2 separate regions of the Sus scrofa genome follow, and region 2 is linked to region 1. A link is a contact called in public HiChIP or PLAC-seq data. All regions are on one chromosome and are shown on one strand. The core of a region is the stretch at or near the end of the contact, and the rest is flanking DNA. Distances in the headings are between cores, read along the strand shown. Region 1 overlaps LOC102162079 (a long non-coding RNA gene). Region 2 overlaps PDE4B (phosphodiesterase 4B).

The links. HiChIP or PLAC-seq counts read pairs in DNA pulled down with a chosen protein or histone mark.
Region 2: an H3K27ac HiChIP or PLAC-seq map of skeletal muscle shows a contact between it and region 1, with 4 times the contacts expected there. The contact joins two enhancer-like sites. A contact is called at or near these places in 2 of 5 promoter capture datasets (fetal liver and fetal skeletal muscle), 7 of 47 Hi-C or Micro-C datasets (adipocytes, alveolar macrophages, embryonic fibroblasts and 4 more) and 2 of 2 datasets of contacts at active chromatin or transcription factors (alveolar macrophages and skeletal muscle).

Annotation. Positions count from the first base shown.
Region 1 is chr6:146,114,326-146,119,169 of Sscrofa11.1, reverse strand. It overlaps LOC102162079 (a long non-coding RNA gene), which reads right to left. Exons shown (of 8, transcript XR_298679.3): 4 at 4,279-4,420; 5 at 3,819-3,881; 6 at 782-873; 7 at 215-659. Among named protein-coding and RNA genes, the nearest start is that of SGIP1, 65 kb to the right of the region's middle. Within about 2 kb of position 3,084, at least 24 of the 83 cell types and tissues checked have an H3K27ac peak or open chromatin away from gene starts, as enhancers often do. A contact at or near this core is called in alveolar macrophages, fetal skeletal muscle, omental adipose tissue and 3 more, where this site is marked.
Region 2 is chr6:146,270,817-146,275,676 of Sscrofa11.1, reverse strand. All of the region lies in intron 8 of PDE4B (phosphodiesterase 4B), which reads left to right. The region is part of intron 1 of LOC102162258 (a long non-coding RNA gene); the gene reads right to left. Among named protein-coding and RNA genes, the nearest start is that of SGIP1, 220 kb to the right of the region's middle. Within about 2 kb of position 2,361, at least 44 of the 83 cell types and tissues checked have an H3K27ac peak or open chromatin away from gene starts, as enhancers often do. A contact at or near this core is called in alveolar macrophages, fetal skeletal muscle, omental adipose tissue and 3 more, where this site is marked.

The DNA.
Region 1 (4,844 bases), core at 1,835-4,334:
GGATGGGTGTTTATATAAATGGCTTGCATTCATGAAGGGGAAATACCAAAAATCCCCTTTCCCAGGTTCAAAAGAGAAAAAAGTAGAGGAGGAAAGGAGAAGGAAAGGAGACATATTTTTATCTTTAGAAATGATTTCCAACATGAATATTCTAAATATGAGTTACCTAAGAGAAACTAGGTTTTTTTAATTAAAAAAATTATTTTCCTCTCACCTTTTGCAATGTCCCCATCATATAATGCAATCAAGCTCTAAGGTCTTGCTCCGAGTTCAGCATTTCTCAATCAGAGGATATTTCCAGAGTGCTTGTTAAAAATGCAGATTTGCAGGCTTCAGTCCAAACCAGCTGATTTAGAATTACTTACATAGATAAGTTGAGCAAGTTTCCAGTGAGCGTCTCAGGCACACTGGAGTTTGGAAACCACTACATGCCCCTTCAAGCATTTGGAATGATTTCCATTTTTCTCAGATAAAAGGTTCTGTTGTTTTGAACTCTTACACGTTTGTCGCCTCGAGGGTCACTGGGTCTCCATACAGATCACCAGGATTTAGAGTTCAGCATGAGATTCAGCCAAAGAAATTAGATGGAGTAAAGTGGAATTATTGCCTCATGGTCTCCACTGTGAATCTTCATTCTTTTCTCTTCCTGCCACGACATTCTTCACAAAGATATAGCCATAAAGTACACTCATTTTTAACAACAACAACAACAATAACAACAACAACAAAGACAAAAAAAATTTTTAAAAAATAAATAAAATAAAAAAAAAAGTACACTCACTTTTAAAGGTCCTCCTTATGTGCAGGAAAGCTTGAGAAACACTGCCTTTCCTGTGGCAGGTGCTGTGCAAGCCCATGTCTTTGACCAGCAAGCTAGGCCCATGAGGAATTTGGGGGGATGAGAACATGGGAGGAAGGAAGACAAGGAGAAGGAAAAAAAGAGAGAGAAGAAATGAAGTATCTATGTGATTACAGTACCAGGAGTAAGAAGTCTGGCCCCAGCATGTGACCTGAGTTGAGTCGCTTGAATCGCACCCTTCTCTGGGCCATGGGGTATACTCACCCAGAGCAGGTGAAATTCTCTAAGGCAGGGCTTCACAAGCTAGGTGCCATATTACAGTGGTGCCACAGATGGATTCCTGTGTGCTCTGAATGACTGAATCATTCAACTCTCAGAGCGCCCTGTGGGACGCAGAGTGGCTGAGGCTCTGGGGCCAGGTGCCTCTAACCAAGAGGAGTCTCATCACCACTCCCTGGGAAGTGGTCTTAGCAGTGCGGAGTCCAAGGGCACCCTCGGAGTTCCCAGAGAAGACCTCGGATAAGGTGCCATCTCCCCATGCATTGCTTCACCGTGATGCCCTGAGGGCAGCCAAGAAGGTTCTCTACATCCTGGGCATCCACAGGCTGCAGAACACTGCACTAACAATCCTAGGCAGAGTCTGAGGACCAGTAGGGAGTTCGTTGCCAGGTGCCCAGAGCTTGGCGCTTAGGCCAAGATGCAGCCAGTTGGGGATGGATGGGTACAGAAATCAGGTGGGGCTTTCTGGTCTGCCCAGCGACAAATGGTAGCCCAGGATTTCTGTCTTTACATATATCAGAGTCTCTTGCTCATCTGCAGCTGATGGACAAGAATCCCATGCTGGCTGCAGGACTGCCACTCTGACAGTGCATATGAAATGTAGAAATTCAATCCTCATGATTATTTTGAAACATAAGATAGGTAAAAATTCAAATGTGAAATATTTTATGATAAAAATTTTAAACTCTAGGAATTCCCATCATGGTACCTCAGAAACAAATCCGACTAAGAACCATGAGGTTTGGGGTTCGATCCCTGGCCTCACTCAGTGGGTTAAGGATCCGGTGTTGCTGTGGGCTGTGCTGTAGGTCACTTTCTCGGCTCAGATCCCGCGTTGCTGTAACTGTGGTATAGGCTGGCGGCTGTAGCTCCAGTTGGACCCGTAGGCTGGGAACCTCCATATGCCGTGCATGCGACCCTAAAAAGACAAATAATTAATTAATTAATTAATTAAACTGAGTTGTCAGTGTAAGAAAAGGATACACAACTAGGTTCTTTCATTTCAAAAGGAATAGATTTTCAAATGGCTATAAACAATGATTTAAAATATTTTTATCACCTGCTTGTGTGAATAAAGTTACTTGTTGATAGAGACTGCTAAGAATTTGAAGCAATCATTCAAATATCTTGATCAGTGTTGCATAAAGCCATTTCAAGCAGAATATCTGTCAGTAAAAAGATACGTCAGTGGAAGTAAGTTCAAATTTCTCATTTAAAATTTTGAAATGGGGAGTTCCCGTCACGGCTCAGCAGTTAGTGAACCCAGTTAGCATCCATGAGGATGGGGTTTGATCCCTGGCCTCGCTCAGTGGGTTGAGGATCCGGCATTGCCGTGAGCTGTGGTGTAGGTCGCAGACCTGGCTCGGATCCCGAGTTGCTGTGGCTGTGGTGTAGGGCAACGGCTACAGCTCTGATTGAACCCCTAGCCTGGGAACCTCCATATGCGGCGGGTGCAGCCCTAAAAGGAGAAAAAGACCAATAAAAAATGAAACTTTGAAATGGGATTTCCCATTGTGGCTCAGCGGTAATAAACCCGACTAGTATCTATGAGGATATGGGTTTGATCCCTGGCCTCACTCAGTGGATTAAGTATCTGGCATTGCTGTGGCTGTGGTATAGGCTGGCAGTTGTGACTCTGATTCTACCCCTAGCCTGGGAACTGCCACATGTCGCGTGCACAGCACTGAAAAGCAAAAAAAAAAAAAAAAAAGATTTTATTTAGAATTTTATATAAATTTAAATATTTAATATTTTATGTTTTATTTTTCCTAGAAGCATATAAAGTGTAACAGTTTCACTGAGCTTTACAGAGCTATTCCCAAACCCCTCCATTTTACTCCTGTCCTATATAAGTGTTTTCATTTTTTACATGTAGAAGGTGTGAGAGGGGGTGGGTGCAGTGTTCTAGGGCCGTGGTTTTCAGTCAAAGGTGATTTCACACACACCCCAGGGACTTCTGACACCTGGAGAGTTTTTTTTGGTTGTCATCACAGGGGAGCTCTTTACTGACCTCTAGTGGGTAGAGCCGGGGATGCTGCTAACCACCCCACAATGCACAGGACAGCCCCTCGTAAAAAGAATTACTGCACATGCAAAATCAGTAGTGTCAAGGATAGAAACTCTCTTCAGGGGTCCCTCTCACTCTGAAGGTCTAGGATTCTGACGTATACTTGTTCTTGTTGTTCAGAGGAGATTATGACTGGCAATAGCGGGTGTGGCTAGGCATGGCCAGCTCTAATCTCCTAACTGCCTTTATAATCACAGACCCAGCAGGCAGATAAAACAGGAGGCAGGGCTTCCTGTATATTCAGTGGAAATCCAGCTATGGACATCTGTTTGAGATAGTACACATTTCAAAGCATCAGATGTGTAACTTCTATGAATATTACCTAGAGTCCCCAGATAAACATCTTCTTCTCTCCTTTTATTTGTTTTAAAGTTCCATATTCTGGGGAGTTCCCATCATGGCTCAGTGGCTAACGAACCCGACTAGGAACCATGAGGTTGCGGATTCGATCCCTGGCCTTGTTCAGTGGGTTAAGGATCCCGCGTTGCTGTGGCTGTGGTGTAGGCCGGTGGCTACAGCTCCGATTGGACCCCTAGCCTGGGAACCTCCATATGCTGCGGGAGCGGCCCAAGAAATGGCAAAAAGACAAAAAAAATTTTTTTTAATTAAAAAAATAAAGTTCCATATTCTGGAAATAGCTTTTTTGTTCCACCGAACTGTGATCCATCTTACCTTTCAGCAACTTTCCCCTTCCTCAGTCCAGGTCTCACCAGGATTGGCTTGGCGGGGATGTATCTGCCAATAGGTAGAGATTCACAGGAAAGCCTTTCAACTCACCCCTGCATCCCAACTCCCCATTCCCACTGCTCTCATCCTACAATTTCCTTGGAAGTTGAAGACATCCTATGTTTGGGCATTGATGTCTGGCCTTCAGGAATAAAAAAATCTTCCATACCCTCTCTCTTGGATAGCCCCCCTGTTGATTTGTTGGCACTTCAGGATGATTCGAGTGATGGAGGACTGAACCAGTCTGGGAAGCCACGTTACTTTATCACCATGGCTCATACCATCCCTTCCATCAGTTTTTACAACAGATTCACCACTGCAACCTGGTACTAAGAGCAGGTTGAATGGAGCATTAGACACATATTTCCCCTAGGATTTAACTGGGGACGAGCCATTCATCTCATACCTGCTCTTGCATAGAAAAAAGATCAGTAGGCCCAGGGTCTCTGCTATGTCAAGCTAGTCAAGTCATTCAGTCATTCCAGGCTTTACTTTGCTCCTATGTGAAAGGGCAGTAACAGCTAGAAGGCTGCTGAGCTTCATTCCACCTTAAAAGAAAATAAAAGAAAAAGCACTGAGAAAATTTGAAAACTGAATCAGTCTTAGGAAATGCATGTTTTATGGTATTGACTGGTTGCTAATAGCGTCATTTCTACTGAAATGAGGAAGTTTGTTTTTACAGTTATAGAGTCAGGAAGTAGTTTTCATCCTCTGTAGGGTTTTAAGTCCCTCAAAGATGATGGTAACTAATATAACCCCTGATAGCATTTAAGTGTTGAAAAACCAGTCTATTACTTCACTGAAGGAGTATATACTAGACCCCTATTTTGCGTCTTGAGAACAATAATATTTGTCTCTACTTTGCAGATGGAACATTAAAGCACCAGATGGTTGACTCTTTGAGAAAACCCCACAGCTTTGACCAAAGAGGAAGGGGAAGGGCAGCAGGGCACAAAGAGCTGTGTTCAGAAA
Region 2 (4,860 bases), core at 1,112-3,611, 160 kb before region 1:
GACTTTAAAAAATGTTCCTTTGCTTTGCAAAATAGGAGAATATTCTTTTTAATGGCCAGCACTTCTGATGATCACAAATGCAACTTGATTTTTAATAATATGCATCATATATGGAACATTCTAGCAGCCAAAACAATGGGTGAAGTGGAATAGTCTGTCCTGATTTTCTTCTTCCCAAATACATTGATCCATGTCCTAAGCAGGATCCTCACCCATGTCACAGATCAGATATTATGAAGAACAACCCCCAAGGCCATGGGTCCTTAGAAATGTCAGCAAGCCATGTCACAAAGATGACTCGAGAAATGCCTTGAGGACTCAGGCTCGACTGCTGCAGGTTCAAAGCCTGGGTATCCATAGCCTCGGCTCATGGTGGTTTTCAACACCAGTCAACTAGGTATATTTCGAGAAAAGTACAGAGAAATAGGATGAGATAATATAGAGCTTTCCAGTAAGATTGAAATAGGTTGACCTAAGTGAGAAACAGACTTGATATTTTTTAGTGCTCATGGGGATCCATTTCTTCTATATGTGTCCCCCAGGTCATTCTGGGGAGGAAATGGCTTTTTACTGGTTAATCCAGAAGCCTATTTCTCAGTATGAGTTCCTCCTGTGTCTTTGTTGCTGACCACGATTCCTCCTGGAAAGGTTCATGTGGGTGTGTCAGATGCAGCGTTTATTTGAGGAGTGGACAAGAGGCTCCGTGGGTTACCTGGGATCCTAAGAAATTCAGAAAGTCATGACCTTGCTTCGGTTCTCATTCTTGGCTGGAGCAGCCAGAGTCTAGGATGAGAGAGGGACCGTGTGTACAGCAGTAAAGGGCTCTCTGAGCCACGGTGATGGCCTGAGAGTGATCTGAGTCAGATGACTGGAAATGAAGCCCAGCACAAGCAGCACATTTGCTCCGTTTCTACATTAAGCAAGAACTGTCAAGCAGGGTTACAACACTTATGAACAAATACTAATAAAGTCAATCTTGTTACCAAAGGCTGCGGCCACTCGCACAAAAGGAGAAATTGGAGGGAATTACAGAGAGAGAGCGGAAAGGAAAGAAAAAAAAGCCTAAAAACATCAGATTGTTTTTTTCTTCTTTTCCTGAATGTTGTGTGGCCTGAATTATTGGGGTAATTTCCTTAATTATTCACCTCGAATGTTTAGACAGTCTGCATACAAAATAACAGGGCAGATGCACTGGAAAAGCTGTAGTAGTTCTGAGAGTATTTCCCCAAATGGTTGTTTTGTAGGGATTACTTTCGTTCAAATTAGCCCTCCTGAATAAGCTTACCTCAGAGCCCCAGCATCGAGCTGTTTATATTGATTTGCAAGTATTCCATGTGTCCTAAAATGAGATAAGGGTAAGTTGCAAAAAAAAAACATGAGCAAGTCAACTGAAGTGTGAAGAGTTAAAATGTTACCCTTGAGCAAAGGTTACCAAAAATAATACTCTGCTCATTAATGGCTACTTCACTACTTCCAAATTAATTTCTAAATTTAGTGTGAATGTTTCTTTGTATTAAATGGAACTGAGGAGACCCACAGCCTCTCATCTCTCACTTGCTGCCTAAAGACTGGAGTTCGTTCCGCCTTGGTTCCACTTCGTGTTTTTGCACTGCTGAGAAACACCATCCACCCACCCCCCCTGAAAGTTGGAATCATGCATGTTAGTAAGTATTTCAGTTATGCTATTGACGTCAATGGAGTCATTAAATAGATTGCTGGCCCTCCCAGAGGCAAATCACTGCCAGGGACCTAGATACAGACACGTTTTTTACAAAGACAACCATCAGGTTTTGCTATAGCAGTGAGCCAGGGAAAGGCAAAAGTTTATACTGTAGCAGACCTATCTCCAAACACAGTTTCTTTCTTTCTTTTGCATTTTAGTTCCGGCCTTTCTTTCTCTTTGGTTACAGTAGGCTGGAGCAGATGCCTAGATATTGTTGCCTGAATGTTTTGTGTGCAAAAGCATCTCCTGTCATTGAGACTCTGAAGGGAGACACCCCACTCTTAAAAAATGTGTCTCATCTTTAGCTCTACACAGCCTATCCTGATGTTTATTTGGTGGCATAAATTATCTAGGCAAATCGCTATTGTCTGCCCATATGAGCTATTGTCTCCTCGTGGCCTGAATAAACAGTGTCCTGCACACACACACACACACGCACACGCACATTTGTCCTTTCTGCTGCTTCTAGGTGACTTCTAGCTGCAGCCCCTCATCTATGAATCAACCTTTGTGCAGCCTGCCCTGTGCTTCGGCACTCAGGCTCTAAAGCAAAGGGTGGAGGAGGCGACAGAGAAGAAAGCTTCACTTCTCTCAGTTGGCTCATCTGCAGAGTCCCGCAGGAGGCAGGAGGCTGCCCACGTGCCTGTGTCCTCCCAAAGCCCAGCTGCTGCCAGCCTCAAGCCTGGTCATGCAGCTCGCCGGCATGTCAGAGAGGGCTCTTCAGGAAACATCTGTCTCTTCCTGGGTATTCCTGACAACTCTATTTACCTGGACAGGCCCAGGAGTCAGAGCCAAATCTTGCCCTCACACCTGGACTCTTCTGACTTTGCCCCCAGGCACGAAGTCGGGGAGCCATCTTGAGCAGAGCGCTCTCTCCGAATCCGGTTATCAGAATCCACCGTGCTGGTCTTAGCGCTCATCGCCTTTCCTAACCCTGTCCCTTCACTCCCTGCGCTCCTTATCAGTAAGTGTGTATACACGCTTATCAGTAAGTAGGCACAGAAATGCCAGACATCCAGCCACCTTTAGTAACCCCTTTGGGTTCATCCGGAGGCCCAGATCCACCCCCAACTCCACCACTGCGCCTTTCCCCACATTCCTGGCTCTGTGTATCTCTCCACCATCTTTTATCGCTCCACCTCCCACAGCTGGCTCTTGGGGTCTTTGCTCCAATCTTACCCCCTGGTTTTCTTCCCATCCTCCCTCCCTTAGTGTCGTGCTCCATCCTTCTCTACGTTAACCCTGGTGGGGGGTCCTTCAGCTTAGTTATTGTACTCATTCCCCCCACACACTTCAATCCACCTTCCATTCTGTGACTGGAATTATTCTTCTAAAATCCAGTTATGGTTATATTGTTTGCTGAGCGAGTGATCTTTAACCGTCCAGATAAGATCCTTACTTCTTACCAGGTTTGCAAAGTCTCTCAGAATTTTGCTTCTAAATCCTTCTTTGTCCTCATCTCTCCCTTTAACCCCTACCCCCAAGCACAGTAGATCGCTGAGTTGCACCTAACAGACGGTCGCTCAAATACACCAGGCTCTTCTTGCCTCCCTGCCTTTGTACATTCTGTTCCCTCGCCCAGGCTGCCCTTTCCTAAAAATGTCATTCACATATTCAGCACAGGGATTTGCTTACATTGTCGCAGTGAAGGAGTTCTTTATAATCGCTCTGATTTTTGGATTCTGGATTCAGGATTGAACTAAATATATGTCTCAGTTCAAACCCTAATATAGAGTATATGGTTAGCAGGTACTAGTTCCTTTCCCCATTCCTGTCTGGAAAGTACGTTTCTTATCTTTCAGAGCTCAGCATAGATGCCATCTTCTGGATGTGCTCCCCTCAACTCATCCCAAACCACTCTCAACAATTATCTTAATTATTATCTCAAAATCTCAATTTTTGCGCTTTTTCATAATGTGCTGTATTTTTCATTTTATTTAATTTTAATTTTATTTTTATTAGAGTGTCATTTATTTACACTGTTATGTCAATTTCTGCTGTGCAGTACAGCCACCCAGTCATAATGTATTTTTCATTTTAATTTTATCCTCTTCTCATCTTAGTGTCCCGAGTCAAGTACGAATCCTCTTTTTTTTTTTTTTTTGTATCCCTAATTTATAGCAGAAGATCTAGAGCATGTGCTCAATAAAGGTTTATGAAATGAACAAAGACAAATGAGGGAATGCTCATTGCAGAATCAGAAAGCACTGGAAGGGAGCTGAAGCCCATATTTGGCTTTCTTTCAGGCTGGTGTAACTATCTTCCAGCTCTCAGGCACGTGCACATAGCCAGCATCCCTGGCTAATCTTGACTACATGTGACTTTCCTTTGCTCAAAGTGAACTCTTTATTATCCATCACTTCAGAAAGGACAGTTTTAAATGAAGTGAAAAAAAAAAATGAAAACAACTAAATGTGCCTAGTTTCTCATACTATACTATGTTCTTTGTGCCTAGCACAGAGCCTGGCACAAAGTAGGTACTCATTTAATGTTTCCTGAATTGAATTCGATTGGTATCATGGACCAGCCTTAGATAAGTTACTTCTCTGAGACTCAGTTTTCTTATCTTGAAAATGGGGCATTTTAATATTCCATCTCACAAGATTGCTGGAAAGACTAAATGAGAAGGGCTGTGCATAGGAATGAACAGTGAAGGCTCCGAAGCCAGGTTGTCTCCCCCAAACCCTAGCTCCCCCACTGTGTGACCTTTGGACCATGTCACAATTGCATCCTCTCCAAAATTGGAATGGATGTTGTACATATTTCACATGTTGGTTGGAAGGATTCAATATATAAACATCTGTCAAACACTTAGAATAGCTCCAGGCACTTAGAAAGTGTCAATATTAGTATCAGTATCATTAGTGTCATATAATACCCTTCCACAGCACCCTACACAAAGCAGGTGGTCATCGTGTGACAAAAGAGAGCCCTGACCTACTGGTATTAGTAAGGAAACAAAACAGAAAGCCTTGTTGAGATCTTTCTAAAAGGTTCTAAATGACTGCTTTTTCCTCGCAATGCAATGTAGAAGGCAGTCTGTTTTGGAAAGATCCTTTCCCCCGAAACCGTAAAAAGTCTGAGGATAGGGAAATAGATTTAGAACTGAAGGTAGGATTCTCCAGGGCGTACCATGG